Regions from separate parts of the Oryctolagus cuniculus genome. Here region 1 is linked to region 2. Evidence: chromatin contacts called from public Hi-C data. All regions are on one chromosome and are shown on one strand. The core of a region is the stretch at or near the end of the contact, and the rest is flanking DNA. Distances in the headings are between cores, read along the strand shown. Region 1 overlaps SGMS1 (sphingomyelin synthase 1). Region 2 overlaps SGMS1 (sphingomyelin synthase 1).

What was found. A called contact is a pair of places that touch in the nucleus more often than the background predicts.
Region 1: a contact with region 2 is called in a Hi-C map of an unstated tissue, with 6 times the contacts expected there. The contact joins two enhancer-like sites. A contact is called at or near these places in 4 of 6 Hi-C or Micro-C datasets (liver, psoas muscle, skin fibroblasts and 1 more).

Annotation. Positions count from the first base shown.
Region 1 is chr15:43,550,058-43,552,757 of mOryCun1.1, forward strand. The region is part of intron 6 of SGMS1 (sphingomyelin synthase 1); the gene reads left to right. Among named protein-coding and RNA genes, the nearest start is that of ASAH2, 74 kb to the right of the region's middle. Within about 2 kb of position 1,439, at least 2 of the 8 cell types and tissues checked have an H3K27ac peak or open chromatin away from gene starts, as enhancers often do.
Region 2 is chr15:43,287,835-43,290,534 of mOryCun1.1, forward strand. All of the region lies in intron 1 of SGMS1 (sphingomyelin synthase 1), which reads left to right. Among named protein-coding and RNA genes, the nearest start is that of SGMS1, 15 kb to the left of the region's middle. Within about 2 kb of position 1,312, at least 1 of the 8 cell types and tissues checked has an H3K27ac peak or open chromatin away from gene starts, as enhancers often do.

The DNA of each region.
Region 1 (2,700 bases), core at 189-2,688, 260 kb after region 2:
TATTTATTTATTTATTTGAAAGAGTTACAGAAAAAGAGGAGGGGCCAGCGCTGTGGTATAGTGGGTAAAGCCACTGCCTGCAGTGCCAGCATTCCATATGGTCTTTATTTCACCCTCATTCATAAATGAGAGCTTTGCAGGGTACAATATTCTGGGTTAACAGTTTTTTTTCTTAAGGCTTAGAATATATCTCGCCATTCTTTCCTAGCCTGTAGGGTTTCTGATGAGAAGTCAGCTGTGAGTCTAATTGGAGATCCTCTGAAAGCAATCTGTTCTTTCTCTCATGCATACTTTAGAATCTTATCTTTATGTTTTACTGTGAGGTTAATTACAATGTGTTTTGGTAAGATCTTTTCTGGTCTTGTCTATTAGTGATCCTATATGCTTCCTGTACTTGGACGTCCCTTCCTTTCTCCAAATTGGGGAAGTTTTCTGTAATGATTTCACCCAAAAGGCTTTCTAATCCATTCTCTCTTTCATGCCTACAGGAGCTCTTAAGATTACCTGTATGTTGGGTAGTTTGATAGTATCCATTGATCTCCAACACTGTTTTTTTTGTTTTCTAATTTCCTCTTCTTTTTTTGTTGTGACTGTAAAATTTCCAGAGGTTTCTCTCCTAACTTGGATATTCTTTCTTCTTCCTCACTGATTCTGTTGTTAAGGCTTTCCACTGCATTTTTTTTAATTGAATTTTACATTTCCAGTATTTTGTTATTTAATCTCAATTTCACAAGAAAAAAATTTCTTTCATATCATGTATAGATTTCTTTAGTTTGTGGATTTGCTTCTGATTACTTCTAAGTAATCCTACAATCAATTTTGAATTCCATTTCTTGCATTTCATCAGTCTCTTCATTTTCACATTCTATTATTGAAGTGTTGTAGTCCTTTGTGGGCATCATGTTGTCTTCCCTATTCTTGTTTCTTGAATTGCTGCATTTATTTTTAGGCATTTATGGAAATACTTATTGTTTTTTTTTTTTTTTTCCTTGTGATGACTTTTATCTTTGGACTATGCTTCTGTGGATTAGTGGAGTGTCTGCTCTTTCAGTGAATACCCTGAGTGAGGTGTGTGCTGGGTATGGCCAGGGAGCTCTGTTCAGTGCTCCAGGGTGAGGGGAGTGTCCAAGGTGACTCCCAAATTAGGAGTAAATCTCTCTTTTTTTTTCCTTCTAAAAGGGGAGATTTGTTCAGCTCTGTTGGTCTAATCTCATGCTCACCTCCAAGGAGACCAATGCTTGGGCGCTAGCCCCGCTGGGTACGATATTCACCTCTTCTGCCACTAAAACCACACAAATGATCCGTGCAGTCCTTGGCGTGAGCACAGATCCTGCAGCAGTGATCCTCCCCAGGGAATCAGGGAGCCCTGAATGTGTTGAGCCATCCACAGTGACTGCCCGAAGTCCCAGCCTCACCCTCCTCCTTCACACACAGCCTCAGTGTTTTCACAGTCCCAGCACACAAGGCTGCCACAGTCACGAGCTCCCAGGCCCCTGTCTCCTCTTGGCTGGTTGTTGGGCACAGGGAGAGAAGCTTGTGCTAGTTAGAGGACATCAGTGCCAGGTGGTCAGGGAGAGCGAAACGTGCCCCCGTTTTTTTCCCTCTAGGTTGGCAGGTACACTGTCCCCCACAGGGCTGCACGCCAGACTTACACCAGGCTCTTCCCTCAGCTTTATCTGCAGTGGCTTGGGCTGCTGCCATCTGCCATCTGGTCTCACCTCACTATCCGGAGCTGGTGCTGGGGCTCTCAGCTGCTTGGTTCTGAGTTGTGTACGTCCACACCCTCCACGTGGATCTACAGTGTCCCTTGATTTGCATGGAGTTTCCTCTGCTGTTTTCTCCTTAACTCTTTCCTGAAATTGCACTTTCTCCACGTTTTTTTTTTTTTTTAACTATCTTTCCCCAGACCAGAGCAGTAAACTCCCTCCCTGTTCCACCATCTTGCTGCCTCTCCTGATCATTTTCTTATAAATTCTTTACAATCTGTCAGTCATCTTTGATTAGTTGCATGGTTTTAAATTTGTTGCATTAAGTTATAGTCAGAGACACCAGAGAATAAAGCTTGTTAAAATTTTGTATAAAAACAGCAGTAAATATTTATAGTGATAGGATAAGTCCTTCTGCTAAATTGTGTGCTCTTTAATGTTTATTTTGTTAACACCCTCAGCAGTCTTGTGGGAGGGCAGGATAGCTCAGAAGGGCATTAAGTTTGCAAGAAAAACTCGAAATGGCCATGTTGCTAATTATAGCCACTGGATGTGCGATAAGATCTTACGGGTATGGTGGAGATAGCATCAATTGATAACTAAGAAAACAGGGTTCTAGTTCTTGCAATTCCATTATTTAATGGTGTCATTTGGCCCAGGACGTTTGCTGGAAGTTAACTCCAGCATTGGTTTTAACTGGAAATGAGTGCTGGGATGTTATTTCATTGACTTTATACTGCCCCCTGGTGGTGATGTACCTTATTCCAAACCTGATGTAGTCCCTTCACAGCCTGTGTTCCATGCAGACCTGTTTCATGGATCAGGAATGTCCCTTCTGGGAAGTTAAGCTTTGCTGCTAGCAGTTGTCAGTCAGTTGATAAAGAAGGCAGGGGCTGGTGCTGTGGCATAGCGGCTTAAGCCGCCACCTGCAGTGCCGGCATCCCATATGGGCGCCAGTTCGAGTCCCAGCTGCTCTACTTCTGATCCAGCTCTC
Region 2 (2,700 bases), core at 62-2,561:
CGTCTTTAAAATAAACAACAAAGTGAGGAATTAAAAAAATTGGGGGCCGATGTTGTGCAATGAGTTAAGCCACTGCCTGCAATCCTGGCACCCTATGTGAATGCTGGCTTGAATCCTGGTTGCTTCTGATCCACCTCTCTGCAGAAGTGCCTGGGAAAGCAGTGGAAGATAACCCCAGTGCCTGGGGCCCTGAGACCCACATTGAGAGACCTGGATGGTGTTCTGAGCTCCTGGCTTTGGCCTGTCCTGGACCTGGCCATTGTGGCCATTTGAGGAATGAAGCAGTGGATGGAAGCTCTCCCTCTCCCTCTCTGTCACTCTGCCTTTTGAGTCAATAAAATAAAGTCTTTTTAACAAAACAATTGGGAATGGAGTTCCTAAGAGCCACAGGTTTAAGTGAAGATTGGGGATTGAAGGAAGTACTAAGGGCAGCATGGTGGAGGAGAGACTCCAGGGAGCCTGTCTCCTAAAGAAGTGGGGCAGTTGGCTGGAGGTGACCCTCACACAGCGACAGAGGCAGGGGAAATCTGGCTGCAGGGGGAGACAGCAGGACCAGCAAGGAGATTTTGCCCACAGGCTTCCTGTGGGGGCAGAAGACTGAGCTGGAAATAGAGGTGTGGGTGTGCCTGAGGCCAAGGCCAAGGGGGTAGGACTTTATTACTTTTTTTTTTTTTGGAGGGAGTTCACTTTGAAGAAGAACCTAAGACTTTATTACTCTTGAGGGAAGTAGGGGAAAGGAGAGAGTGTGAGGATGGGGCAGGGTAGTGACTGGCGGAGAAGGGAGTAGGGACGTGTGCCTGGCATGCCGGAGGAAAGGTCTCGGGACCGAGATGTCATTGTGAAAGAGGCGTGCCCTGTGTGGGCTGGTCGATGGCCGCCTGCCCAAACAGGTCTGTCCTAATCACAGGAGAGGGAGGAAAGGGGGAGGAGGGCGGTGGAGGCAGACTGACCTGGCTGCCTGGGCACGCCTCTGAGGTTGTGCTGAACTTCTTGAGGCAGTTTTGTGATAGGGGAAGCAAAAGGGCCCTTTGAGGGGATGGACATCATGGTATTGTTTGTTAAGCTGTCACTCCAGATGCCTGCATAGAGTCCTGGCTACTTCACTTTTCATCCAGCTTCCTGCTTAATGCTCCAGGGAGGCAGCAGACGATAACTCAAGTGTTTTGGCCCCTGCCACCTACATGGGAGACTCAGATGGAGTTTTGGGTTCTCTCACTCCCTAAATGGCTTCAACAGCTAAGGCTGGGCCAGGCTGTAGCTTGGAGCCAGGAGTTCCATATGAGTCTCCCACGTGTGTATCAGGGGCCCAAGTACTTGGGTCATCTTGAGCTGCTTTTCCAGGCACAATAACAGGAACTTGAATCATACAGTGGAACAGCCAAACTCCTAACTGGCTCTCTGATTAAAAACAAAAACAAAAACAAACAAAAACTGGGATGCCACCAGTTTTTTCTTCTGTCTCCTCCAGCTGTGTGTTTTCAAATAGCCTGCCTTCATGTTCAGCAGTTCTGTTTGATCTATTCTGCTGTTGATGCTTTCTATTGCATTTTGAAGTTTTGTTTAAAAACTTTAGTTTTTAAGAAATATTTAATGTTAACTCCATCTCCTTTTTTGAAATTCATGGAGTTTTCTTAAAACAGTTATTTGGAATTCTGCATTTAAGAGTTTGCAGATAACAGTTGCTCCATGGCCAGTTTTTGGTGTCTCATTTTGTTCATTGGGTGAGGTCATGGTTCCCTGAAAATTCCTGATGCTTGTTGGTATACAGTGTCATCTGCACCTTGAAGGATTAGAACCTTATTCAAGTCTTCATAGTATGGCTTAGTTTGTGCCTTTCCTTCCAGGAATTTTAAGCAGTCTGCTTATTTTCTCGGCTTGTGGGCACTTCCGCTATTTCAGCACTAGATTGTGCTCTAAGTACGTGTTTGCTGTGAGTCCGCTGTTAGTGTGGTGTTGTTATTTCAGCACTAGAGGGTGCCCCAAGCCAAATTTGTTTCAAATTTTTTGTCGGTATATTCTGGATGGAGTATCTGAAAAGGGTAGTCCATCCCCACCAGCCCCTATTGGAGACTAGGATAGGTTCAGACACCTCATCCACAGCCACTGTGATTGGGCCCTTCAGGATTCTGCCCTGCTCTGAGCCTCATTGTGGAGGGACTCGTCTGAAGGTCTTGGGTAGCAGCTTGGCACTCACTTCCCTTTTCTTCCCTAAGCAGACAATTACTCTGTGTTGTGCTGTTTGGGGTTGGAGAGGAATGATATGGGCAGTCCTGTGGCGTCAGTGCTACAATGCTAGGTCATACCAGAGCTAATAGCCTGCTAAGACCAGCACAGCATGGGAGTAGGACCAAGGGCTGCTTACTGCCGAGTTTAAACTTGTTAGTAGTCACAGGTGATACTGGCTGGGGTATAAGGCTGATTGACTGGGACCATGGGTCTCCACCTGGCACTAAGATGTGTCCAAAGGCTCCTAATTTTATAGGCACTGGTGTGGGGACAGGAACTGTTAGTATCTGCACAGTGTTGGGTTTTACTAGCACAACAGTAAGTTCTAAGACACAGTCCTGTGCTTACTTTCCTACCCTGCTCCCCAGCGACTGGAGCCTTGCTTCTTGCTATCTGCTCGAGTTTGGAGGAGGGGTAGGAGAGGGAGTCACTTAGCTGTTCAGGCTGATATTGGCTGGGTTGCACCTGGGTCTC